Regions from separate parts of the Gossypium raimondii genome. Here region 2 is linked to region 1. Evidence: chromatin contacts called from public Hi-C data. All regions are on one chromosome and are shown on one strand. Each heading gives the region's core, a stretch centred on a gene start, on an enhancer-like site or on the middle of the called end of the contact. The rest is flanking DNA. Distances are from core to core; before and after follow the strand shown.

Region 1 (6,452 bases), core at 2,665-5,164:
CACTTATATTAGTGTTTTTAAATATGCATATTTTTTAATTTATTTTCAATTTGTTGGGAAACATTTATTATAATGTTTTTAGTATTTTTGATGTATTAGATATATATTTTAAAAAATTATATAAAAAATTAATATTAGCGGGCCTGGCCCAAGCCTAACAAACGAACCTAAGATTTTGGTTGGGCCCGGCCCATGGGCACCTCTATTTACTGACATGTTTTTCTCTTTGTAGTTCATCCGTGTGTATTGATTTGTATTAGTCACATTTTGGGTTACTGTCGGGGTGCTACTGGGACATTCAATAATTATTCATCGTAGAAGAATATCCTTTTTCATTAATGAAATGAGATTTATAAAATACATCAATTCATTCACAATAAAATGATTTTATACACAAGAAATTTTTAGATATCAAATTTAAATTCATCATTTCAAAATTAAGGATAATACATAATTGAATGGTATTGTTTTTGTTAATAGACGTTATGAGGGTGCTAATACATTCCTCATGTGTAACCATACTCCGGAACCCAATTTTTGTTTCATAGATAAAAAATTTATCTTTTTAGCAAAATTAATTTAATTTTAAAATTTTATTAAAAAGATGTTTTTAGATCAACAATCACACCTAATCAAAAAATTGGCGACGACTTCATATTTCTTAAAACCCATGTTGTGAACTTCTCTAGAAAAGCTCATAAGTATCACGACTCCATATCTTTTAAGATACCTTTAGCAGACCTAAAATACCGTTAATACAACCACTTATCTCCAAAGACTCATAAACATCCCATACCATGTATGAGAAAAAATTGTATGAAACTATGATTTCACGTCATCCCTATCTCTTTTTAATAGGAGCACGACAAATCAAAATTTTCCTCCTGGTTTTCAATTTTTTCCTCCTAAAAAAATTTAAATCCAACTAAAAATGCTAAAAATCAGGAGGAAAAATCTGATTTATCATGCTCCTATTTAAAAGAAATAAGGATGATGTTGAATCACAGTTTCATACAAAAAAATAAGGATGACATGAAATTACAGTTTCATACCGTCTCTTCTCTACCATGATAGTTATTGCAAAGCAGTTGTACCCTAAAAAGTGTTGGGATTTATCAATAGTTGAGCCCAAGTTTAACAAGGAAAGATCTGTTTTGACTTGTAATCTTTCGCAATCCCAAGCCTCCATTCCTTTTCGGTTGGCAAAGTGACTCCCACTATACCAAAGAAACTCGCTTCCTTGTTCCACTACCGCCCCATATGAAATCTCAAATCAGCTTTTCAATACCATGCAAATGCTAGCTGGAAAGAGATTTGTCTGCATGGCATAGCTTACAGAACTGCATTTGCTAAGGTTACTCTACCCGCAAAGGACAGTAGATTAGCATTCCAACCACTAAGCTTGCGCCTTACCTTATCATTAATAAAACGAAAATTATCCTTCTTAACCCTTTCATGAAGCACTGACGTCTTTATCAAATTCAAAAGTTGACGAGGTGAAGCATACGAGTAAAATTTGCAATTACAAATAATTCGTATAGCTATAGACTCAATGAATACAATACAAAAAAGAAACTACAACTTACATGGTTTTTATTAGCAAACGATAGAACCAAGAGATCCGATATGTTGTTTGCATGATGGATATTATTCGTGAACGCGTTTTTTTAGGATGGGTGCTTTTGATGATTGGATATGATAGTTTGAATTATGAAGCGATGGGATCTTGATTTTGGGCAAGACTTCTTGTTTGCTATGGTGATGAACTAGATATTTTCTCTCTATTTTTGTCTGGTGTTGAATGTTGAATAGAGTTTGGTTTATTGTCGCGAGGCATGGAGGGGAGAGTAATTCTTCTTCATTGTTATTGTACTCTGTATTACGTTTTGATGATATCTGTGGTGATTAGCATTGTTGTTCTCAACTGTTTTTATTTGGGGGTGTGTGTATAGCTTTTAGATTAATAATGTTGAGAGCTTTTTTCTCACATGGCTTTTGATCTCATTAATAAAAAAAATACAAATAATAAAATTTGAACTTTGAGTAACTCAAAGTGAGACTTCCCTAATCCTTCCGAAGCATCATTATTTGAGTGAGACCTTTTTTATTTTCTCTCATGTTGTGGTGGTATATTTACAAGAAAACACAAATGAATGGTTTAAGCTTTTTTATAATTGCCTTTGAAGTACATATCACTAAGAAAATTTCCCATCACTAACAACCACCACATTAGACCATATTAAGAAATATTCCACTAGTGATTAGATATGTGGGCCTTTGAACTTAAATACAAAGTATTCTTAATTACCATACACATTAGACTTCCACATTTAGGAATTATTCCATGGATTTTTGCCCTCACAACCACAAGATAATGTTGCTCATGGTTTGGCGAAATTAAAATACTTTTACTGCCACTCACCATCAATAATTATCATCTACATGATGTCTGATTAGGGTTGAAAAATATCGAAAACTTACTTTAACCCTAATGTTCCACTCATTTTATTTTCATAGTTCAATTAAGTGAAAATACTTGCAAATGCACAAGTTTGAAAGGAAATTTACTGCTCATAAACAAACAAATTAAGCAATAGTTTCATTCATAACTCATGTTAAAGAGATAGTACGATGTTGATATAAAGAAGAGATGGTACAATCTACATTTTACCTATTTTAATACCTTTATTTATTTTTAACACATTTTTTATACTATCTCAAACAGATTAAATTATATGATATTTCGCACTAACAATAATAACATAATCAAATTAGTACGAAGCCATGCTTAAGTGGAACAACAATATTCCCCTTGCTTCAAGATTACCATATGCATCAAACCAAATAACGCAGCATGTAACCTCGCAATTATAGCAAATTTCGTATGCAGAGACAACTAAAAATTAAAAAAGAAAAGAAAAGAAGATGCTCTAAAGTTGATAGAAATATATTCTCCTAGTCTAGTTAGCGAAAATCATCAGCTTATACTTAATTAGCTGATTGTTCTTCAGAGCTATCAAGTAAGCTTTAGTAACACTTTAAGTATCATGATTTGCACCTAGAGTTTAGGCTACTTCATCTGTTATACCAGAAACCATATTATCATGATTTCATATATAGTTCAATATATCATGAAATTCCCCAAAGCTAGGTCACCCATCAATCAAATTCTAATGTAGCAACTCAAAAGAAAAATCCCCCCTTCATCAAGAACATAGCACAATTTCTTTAATTTTTGACCTCTTTATGAGATAGATAAAGAAGCTAAGATCAAAAAAGAAAAAAAACCCTTCCTCCAAGAAACATATATAACACAAAATATAGGTAACGAAAGAGGTTTGAAATATAAATATATTATTTTTATGCTCCATTAGAAGATGGAGGCGAAGAACAGTGGCCAACAAGCTTAACTTTCAACCCTTCTATGGAAATTCCTATGGCAACCACAAGCAGCACAAGTAAAGGCTGCACCGGTTCCTTCAGCTCCACTGGGGATGAACTCCCTGCACCCATCGACAATATGGCCTCCGGCAGCCGCCGCATGATTCTTTTGGCACTCTACATATCTCACAGTCGTAACGGGCCTTGGTGGATCCACCCTTTTCAGTACTACTCGCTTCATCGTTTTGGCGTCGCTATATCCCCTGAGAAGAACTGAAACCACAATTATCAAATATGATCAATTACCAAGGGACCAAGAAAGTGGAATTAAATCAAAAAAAGATAAAGAGAAAATTACGAGTACTAACATATAAACAAAAAGAGGCAGAGCTATAGTCTGCTAATGTTGTGGCAAAACCCTAACCCTAGTGTATATATTTATAGCATGAACACCTTCCTTATTAGAACATAATATTTAATTTGTATATATATCGCTAATAAACTTAGCTTATAACATCCCTTTACTCTATTATTGTTTTTAAATTTTGATTATAAAATAAGACCCCAAAACACCATTTATTATCATTATCATTATTGTATTGCTTTTCTTTATTTCTTTTTCTCACTAGTGAACCCTAGAATGGTCGTTGTGATAAGATTGTCCAACTTCCTTAACAACTCATTATAGTTGTTTATTATGATTAATTATAGAATAAAAACTATATTACCATTAAGCTAATTTGGAAAACCCTAAAATGATGATAAAACCTTTTTCTTTAATTCAAAACAATGATTGGTTTAAAATGGAATGAATAGCCTTTAAAATTTATATCTATAGATCAAAGCCTAATTTACACTGTGTGGCCCCTAAACTGATGTTAAAAGTCATTGTCTCAGTGCTTTGATACGATGCCAGCAACAATTGTCTCTTCCGTCACCTCTAAACCGGAGTCATTCTGTAGGGGGAAAACACTGCATGTAACAGGTTTTCAGCATATACGTTATCTGACCTCCATTGCCCTGCATGATGTATGTATGAAAATACATTAACCTTTTTCATTCATGACTCTAATTCAACATGTGCGTGCGAATTTAAGACTTGAATAGTAAGATTTCATGTGCTCTTTCTCTTTCCCCCATTACTCGTTTGTTTGCGTAATTTTGTTTTTACCATCACGTGATGGATTTGGTAATGGCCAATGCCTCTTTTCTTTACACAAGTTATTTGTGAAGAAGACATGGATTTGATGCTAACATTTCCACGTGGTTTAATGTTATTTATCGAAATGAATTACTTATTGTTTGTTTAATTTAGATGAAGCTGCTGCATCAAGATATTTTTTGTATCTTGTTCGGTTTCTACTAGGAAAATGGTGAGACAAAGAGGTTGCTCAATCTATATATAATTTTCTTCTTATAGATAAAATCAATTAAAACACAGCTCCTTTACTTCTTTTTATAAAATTTTCTCCTGTCTTTTACCTACATCTAATCTCATAAATTTGAAAACCCACCCTTAATTACTTTATACATGAGGTCACATCTAGTTGGGTTAAAAAGCTGTATGGTTAAAACTCAGTCACTTATCTCTACCCATAATATTTGGATGCTTTTGTTTCCACAATTAATTTAAAATATTATCTAAAATTATTTTCAAAAATAATATGCTTTTTCATTCACTTCAATACGACATTAAAATCTTACGAAATGATATCCAAAAGTCATAAAATAAAACTAAGTATCGTTAAAAGTTTCAAAAACAAAACCCCAACTCACCCACTTTACCCTAAAAAAATCAAGCTACATATTATAATACTATATTATAGTGTGTTTGTCTTTTCATTTGTTTCATATATATAATAAAAAAAAATCTAAGAGAATATAGTTTTCAATATGTTCACTTTAATTTTTAAAAATATATTTATTGATGTTATATTTGATGTTTTCACTCTTCGATCTTGTTTGATTGGCAAAGATGGGGATTAAAAAGCAAAGCATAAGTATCCATATTTACTCAAATGTATGGGCCCTCTTATGTGTTATTACTGAGAATATTTGGGAACACAAAAGTTTAGTAGCTTTATTTTTGTGTTTTTCTTGGGCCCAATTCAAGTAATAAGTATTGAGACCCAAAAGAAAGGAAATTAAATCCTTTTTAAAATTACTTGGTTTGGTGATTGAAATATAGCAAATCTGCCCATCAATGGACATATAGTTAGGTCATGTCGGTATGGACAGCGATGGGAGACTATGCGATGTTGCAATAACATGCCAAATTTTGCCAATTTTGATTACCACCATCCACCAGGTGGGTATGACCAATATTTTATTTAAAAATAATTATAAGAGGTAAGGACATAAATCAAAATTTTCTTCTTCTTTTTTTTTGTAATAAAAACGTTGATCAGACTTTTGGTAATATAAAAAAAAAATTGCATATTAGGTGTGGGGAAAATGTTTGGCAATTACTGAAATAGAGATGCATTGGTCCTACTAGTTAGGGTATTTTATTTAGGTTAAGTGTATGGATATGGAATTATGAAATTAACAAAACACAATTAAAGTAGAAAATATAAAAAGGGGAGAAAGGCACTTACTTATTAAGGATGGATTTGAGGATTGATAAAGACTTAAGTATATGATTATGTTTTAAAATGTTGAAAAGATGAGACCCTCTCTGCCACTCACCAACCCAACCCAACTAAAGATGTCCACAGTAATTAATAAAGCCTATAGTTTCATTTTGGCTTTTTAGGTCTTCAACAAAGCATCTTAGGCTTCCAATTTTATTTCATAATCTCATTTGCAATTTTAAATAAAATATAGTTAATCAGATTTTGGTACCCTGGCAGGTCGGTTTTAGTTCAATTCTTAAGGTATCTACTAGAACGAATCAATAACTAATCTTTTGTATTTTGTAGGCCTATTAAGGCTAAATACTGACAACAAGTTCTAAAACTAAAACATGAATATTTTAAAATGAAAAAAAAAAGTTAAAAGAATAAAATGAATCTACATAACATTAGGGATTCACCAAAGACAAGCGATTTTGGTGAAGATAACCCAATAAT
Region 2 (6,739 bases), core at 1,141-3,640, 200 kb before region 1:
CCAAACCAACTAACAAAGACAACCCATCTTCTAAAGCCTCCTCTGACATCAAATTTAGCAAAAGAAACCTGTTGTTGAGTTCAATGGCTTCGGGTCTTATTGGAAGAGGTGTCTTAGTTGGTGAGCCGGTAAAAGCTGAACCAGAGACCCCAATGGAGAGCTCATCAAGTAGACTATCGTATTCGAGGTTTCTCCAGTACTTGGATGAAGGTGGGGTGAAAACGGTGGACTTGTTTGAGAATGGGACAGTGGCCATTGCTGAGATATATAACCCTGCATTGGAGAAAATTCAGAGGGTAAAAGTTCAGTTGCCGGGATTGCCCCAAGAACTGGTGAGGAAAATGAAGGAGAAAAACGTGGACTTCGCCGCTCATCCTATGCAGATGAACTGGTCGGCTGCTTTATTCGGTTTGTTGGGGAATTTGGCTTTTCCCTTGGTATTTCTTGGCACTTTGTTGCTAAGTAGCTCATCTGTTAATAATCCTGGAGGAGGTCCCAACTTGCCTTTCGGACTTGGAAGGTTACTTACATCCTTAAATGTTTACTATAAAAACATTGTTTTAGTTACTTCAACCTGATAACATGAGTATGTACTTGTTGCTTTGTACAACGCAGGAGCAAAGCCAAATTTCAGATGGAACCCAATACAGGAGTCACATTTAACGATGTAGCTGGTATTGATGAAGCCAAGAAAGATTTTCAAGAGGTAGTGGAGTTCTTAAAAACCCCAGAAAAATTTGCAGCAATTGGTGCCACAATTCCCAAAGGAGTGCTTCTAATTGGACCTCCAGGGACTGGTAAGACATTGCTGGCCAAGGCCATTGCAGGGGAAGCAGGGGTTCCTTTCTTTTCCCTTTCTGGTTCAGAGTTCATCGAGATGTTTGTAGGCGTTGGAGCTTCCAGAGTTAGGGACCTGTTTAACAAGGCAAAGGCTAACTCCCCATGTTTGGTGTTCATCGATGAGATTGATGCTGTTGGAAGACAGAGAGGAACTGGGATTGGTGGAGGGAATGATGAAAGGGAGCAAACTTTGAATCAGCTGTTGACTGAAATGGATGGTTTTACTGGTAATACTGGAGTTATTGTCATTGCTGCTACTAATAGGCCTGAAATTCTGGATTCTGCGTTGCTTAGGCCTGGAAGATTTGATAGACAGGTAAGCATTGTCGGATTGTGCACACTCTAATCCCTATTTATTCTCGATGGAGAGTTATACAATTTCTACCAAAATTTGTGCAGGTAACTGTTGGATTACCAGATATAAGAGGAAGGGAAGAAATATTGAAGGTACACAGCGACAACAAGAGGCTAGATAAGGATGTTTCACTCAGTGTAATCGCCATGAGAACACCGGGATTCAGTGGTGCTGATTTGGCAAATCTCATGAATGAAGCTGCCATTCTTGCTGGTAGAAGAAGCAAAGACAAGATCACGATGAAAGAGATCGACGATTCGATCGATCGAATCGTTGCCGGAATGGAAGGAACAAAGATGACAGATGGAAAGAGCAAGATTCTCGTGGCGTACCATGAAGTTGGCCATGCTGTATGCGCGTAAGTAAAATGTTGCAAACATATTCCAATACTCTCTGGAATTCGAGATTGATAGCGGTTCTGATAAGCATTTTGTACTTACAGGACATTGACACCAGGCCATGATCCAGTTCAAAAAGTGACTTTGATCCCTAGAGGGCAAGCTCGGGGTCTAACATGGTTCATACCAATTGAAGATTCAGATCTCATTTCAAAACAACAACTCTTTGCTAGAGTTGTTGGAGGGCTCGGCGGTCGAGCGGCCGAAGAGGTAATCTTTGGTGAGCCAGAGATTACTACTGGTGCAGCAGGGGACCTGCAACAAGTAACTCAAATAGCCAGACAGGTTTGGATCCTTGCTTATTCTAAAGTCGAGTCGGGTCGAACCGCAAATGTGGCTAACAAGTTTTTTGTTTCACTTTCCAACAGATGGTGACAAAGTTTGGGATGTCAGAAATTGGACCATGGGCGTTAACTGATCCTGCAGTACAAAGCAGTGACGTTGTGTTAAGGATGCTCGCGAGGAATTCCATGTCTGAGAAACTCGCTGAAGACATTGATTCATCGGTTAAGAAAATAACGGAAACTGCATACGAGATTGCAAAGAACCATATAAGGAATAACCGTGAAGCCATTGACAAGCTAGTAGAAGTTTTGTTAGAGAAAGAAACTCTTACAGGAGATGAGTTCAGAGCAATCCTGTCAGAATTTGTTGATGAATCTGTAATAAAAGTAGATAGAACTCCTGTTCGTGAGATGATCAACGCTTGAGTCGCTATATACATGTAAATTTACACGTTATTCTATAAAATATATATTATTTCATTCTCAGAGCAGTAATAGCATTGCCGTCCATAATGTCTAATAGGAATTTCATTTCGAAGAAGCATCAGTGTCTGGTTTTCTTAACGCTCTGTTCTTCGATCAAACATGTTTCTCAAATCCAAGCGCAAATTGTCATCTCTAATCTCCACCAAGATTCTTTCCTTCTCACTGAACTCGTTAGATTCTCTTCACTATCTCCATTCAAAAACCTCAGCTACGCGCATTCTCTTCTCATGAACTCACTCAATTCAACTCCGTCTACATGGAATATGCTAATCCGAGGCTACTCTTCCAGTAATTCTCCCCAAAACGCAATCTGGGTACTTAAAGAAATGCGCAAACGAGGACTTAAACGCAATAAGCTTACCTACCCGTTTGTTTTAAAAGCGTGCTCGGAGGCTGAAGCGCTAGAGGAAGGGAGACAGGTTCATGGGGAGATTGTAAAGCATGGTTTAGATGATGATGTTTATGTTGATAACAATTTGGTGCACTTTTATGGGTGTTGTAAGAAGATAATGGATGCAAAGAAAGTGTTCGATGAAATGTGTGAAAGAACCGTGGTTTCGTGGAATGTGGTGATAACCACTTGCGTTGAGAATTTCTGCATTGAGGATGCGCTTGGGTATTTTGTTAAGATGAGGGATTGTGGCTTTGATACCGATGAAACCACGATGGTGATCATGCTTTCAACATGTGCAGAGCTAGGGTTCTTAAGCTTTGGGAGGTTGTTTCATATGCAAGTTATTCAAAGAGGTTTGGTTTTGAATTTTCAGTTGGGGACTGCACTTGTTGATATGTATGCAAAGAGTGGAGATGTTCTATATGCTAGCCGAGTTTTCGAGAGAATGAAGGAGAAAAATGTGTGGACTTGGAGTGCAATGATATTGGGATTTGCTCAACATGGTTACGCTAAGGAAGCCCTTCAACTTTTTAAGGAGATGAAGAAAAGTTCTTGTATAAGACCGAATTATGTCACTTTCCTTGGAGTCCTTTGTGCTTGTAGCCATGTCGGGTTGGTCGATGACGGGTTCCGATATTTTCACGAAATGGAGTATGTTCACGGGATCAAACCTATGATGGTTCATTACGGTGCCATGGTTGACATCTTGGGTCGTGCTGGTCATTTGAAAGAAGCTTACACTTTCACAAACAACATGCCTATCGAGCCAGACCCGGTTTTATGGAGGACATTGCTAAGTGCATGCAGCGTTCATAATGTTAATGGCAGTGACGAAGTTGGTGATGAGGTGAGAAAAAGGTTGCTGGAGTTGGAGCCAAGGAGGAGTGGGAATCTGGTAATGGTGGCTAACATGTATGCAGAATCCGGAATGTGGGATCGAGCAGCAAATGTCCGAAGGTTTATGAGAGATGGAGGGTTGAAAAAGATGGCTGGCGAGAGCTGTCTCGAGTTGAATGGTTCGATTTATCGGTTTTTTTCAGGGTATGATTCTCAATTTCATTGCAATGATATATATCCATTGCTACATACTCTGATCTTACACATGAAAATGATTAGCCTTTCGTAGTTGAATTACTTGGTATGTTAGCTTTTTTCGCTCAAGAACATAGAAAATATTCATTGTACAACATGCAATTTTGTACTGTATTTCTTTGCCCCAATTTTTTCTTGCTTTCAATGCGTCTGGAAGTAGGTAGGTTCAGTTATTCCTATTTTTTTTTCTTAAAATCCTTAAAATGTGATTATATATCACTCCCGATATATATTCAAACATACAATTTTCCAAATATGTGAAAGCACCTATTAAAAAATTATATTTGAACATGAATTTAACAATACAATATTCCAAATACATGAAAACACCTATTTTAATTGATGCAGATTATATTTTTGCTTTGAGTTACTAATTTAACTTTTTAAATTTTTCGTTTTAAACTATATTTTTCTACCAAAAAGAAGATTTTACTTGTGTCGAACATATACATGTAGTTAGGTTAAGTATAGCTCAAGTTGTAAGAAATTTGAGCCTTACTCAAGGCTATTCAACTCGACTAAAATTTAATTTTTTCATTTTAATGTTTAAGAATAATATTTTATTCTTTTAACATATTATGAGTGAGGAATTTTGTGAATTTTTTATTCCATTAGCATTGAATAAATAATCTTATATATATATGTCAAAATTTATAATATTTACTTTTTTTTTGGTTACAATATCAGGGAGGGAAAAGAGGGATGCAAGGTTTAAATCCGTACCATATAGGTGTCAAATAAAAAAAAAAATTCACTGTTCCAAATAAGTCTTGATTATAATTAATACTATATATATATATTGAGAAAAAGTCCAGCTTTCATTAAGAAGTCTAAAAAACCAAAAGCAACATCAGAATGGACCCAAACCAACACTCAACCAAGCATTCCAAGCCCAAATAGAACAAATCAAACCAAATAGAAAACGAAAACAAACAGAACGTAGGAAGCAAACAAAAGAAAAAAAACCCTAAAGAAAACCCAGTGCAGCCCAGCTCCACAACGCAGCAAAAGAAAAGAAATATTGACAAGCACCAAGAGCTGGTCAGAAACGCTTCGGCAAACACCCAAAACACGAGTCAACTTTACACTAATTTAATTTTGAAATCATATCAAAATACCCTTACTTTAAAAGGTAATCGATATTATTATAAAGATTTTTTGTCTTTTAACATTTTTATATAATATTTCAAATAAAATAAATGAAAAACATTATTTGGGAATTAAACACAAACCAACAAATTCAAATAAAAAAATCTCTTACCATTCCACCAATAATCATTTGTTAAAATAATTTTACAAATTATTTTCACTCAGTGACGTCGTTTAGTACTTGTTAATGTTTTAATTTCTATAAATATATAATACCATGAAATAAAAAAAAGAAAATAATAATGTCACGGGCTGCAGTTTAAAGCCCGTCACTGTCACTCAAAAGATGTTCCATGGAGGTCTACATATTAAATGGGGCTAATTTGACCCACGAAAGCTGGTCCAATTCAAAGAACAAGCAATGAAGCTTATCTACTTAAGGCCTTGATGGCTTAGTGAGGCAAATATGGAAAATTGGGCTACCTTGGTAAATGGTGAAAGTAATATTAGAAGATATGTAATCTAATAATATTTGATTTTGTAATCTAGGAGATTATGTAAATCCCTTTATTGTAGATATGCTTCAATCTTGTCTGTCGATGTAACTCGATCTTGTCCGTAGGTTTTAGGGGAGCTCAACTATAGATAAAGAGCCTCCCCTCAATTGTAAATCACCCATTGTATCCATTGTTTTGTGTGTTTTTTGAGAGAGAATATACTGAGAGCATTTAGTCAAACACCTTTCGTGTTTTTTTTTTGTGATTATACTCTTCTTTTGAGCACTCTTTTGGCTTAAGTTGCTTTCGTTATATAAATTGGTGCATTCAAGGAATTCTGCGAGAATCCTCGCTTTGTGGAAGTTAGGCTGACTTAGATATATTTGAGTCGAAGGAATTGCCTAAAGCTGCACGGATTGTGAGACTGAAAGTCTAGCCTCATAATAGTTGGTATTCGAGCTAAGGTAGCAAAGGCATCGTTTGAGATGTCGAAAGAAGTTGCTGATTAGAATGAGCCAATAGAGACCTATGGGAGGGCCAAAAAAGTAAGTCGTTCGAGGGACATGCTGTTGGCTTTGGAGGAACGAGTGGTCAACCTCGAGGAGTCCATAGGGGACATGAAGGAGACACTCGAGGAAGTTGAGAGACGCACTGCGGAGTTGGACTCGAAGGAAGAACAACTCAAGAAAGTGATGTTGGAGTCTTTTGGTTCTAATGTGGAGGAGATACAAGAGATGCTTAATTCCACTGTGGGTAAGTTGATAGAGAGAGACGATATTCTCGAGGCTATGACAGTGGCTTTAAAGTAGGAAACAATGGCCATGATGAGAGCTTTAAGTACAAAAATTGAGGAGCTTGTGGGAGAGCTTGCTTTGTGCTAAGCTTCTGTGGGCAAAGGAATGTTAGGTGTGACACTCAACTATGAGATGGATGTCCCCAAATCGAAGAAGTTCAAGGGGACAAGGTCCACAAGTGTAGTAGACAACTTCTTGTGGGAGATGGAACGGTACTTTCGTGCCGTGGGCATCAAGGATGTTGATGCTAAGGTAAATACTGTTGCTTGATATTTTACTGACTTTGCTCTTTATAGTGAAAAAGTAGGTCCACAGGTCCACAGGTGCAAAGCGTGGTCAGGTTGCGATTGGAACTTGGGAGGAGTTCCAAAATGAGTTCAAGGAACAATTTTACCCTCAATATGTCGAGAATGAGGCTTGGTCTAAGTTACGTCAATTCTCACAACGAGACACAATCAAATAGTATGTGAAAGAGTTTAATGAGCTGATGTTTCAAATCACCAATCTAAG

Evidence for each region. Hi-C and Micro-C count contacts between places; a contact is called where the count stands out from the background.
Region 2: a contact with region 1 is called in a Hi-C map of leaf, with 1.9 times the contacts expected there. The contact joins the promoter of LOC128040584 here to the promoter of LOC128040635 in region 1. A contact is called at or near these places in 2 of 2 Hi-C or Micro-C datasets (both in leaf).

What each region holds. Positions count from the first base shown.
Region 1 is chr4:43,374,801-43,381,252 of ASM2569854v1, reverse strand. LOC128040635 (mini zinc finger protein 2-like) reads right to left here and starts at 3,914. Exons shown (of 2, transcript XM_052629897.1): 1 at 3,750-3,914; 2 at 3,203-3,654. The coding sequence starts at 3,622. The coding sequence ends at 3,407.
Region 2 is chr4:43,577,618-43,584,356 of ASM2569854v1, reverse strand. It overlaps LOC128040584 (pentatricopeptide repeat-containing protein At2g36730), which reads left to right and starts at 2,390. Exons shown (of 1, transcript XM_052629670.1): 1 at 2,390-4,066. The coding sequence starts at 2,390. The coding sequence ends at 3,883. It overlaps LOC105780066 (ATP-dependent zinc metalloprotease FTSH 6, chloroplastic), which reads left to right. Exons shown (of 5, transcript XM_012604173.2): 1 at 1-520; 2 at 616-1,156; 3 at 1,240-1,553; 4 at 1,638-1,878; 5 at 1,962-2,357. The coding sequence ends at 2,303.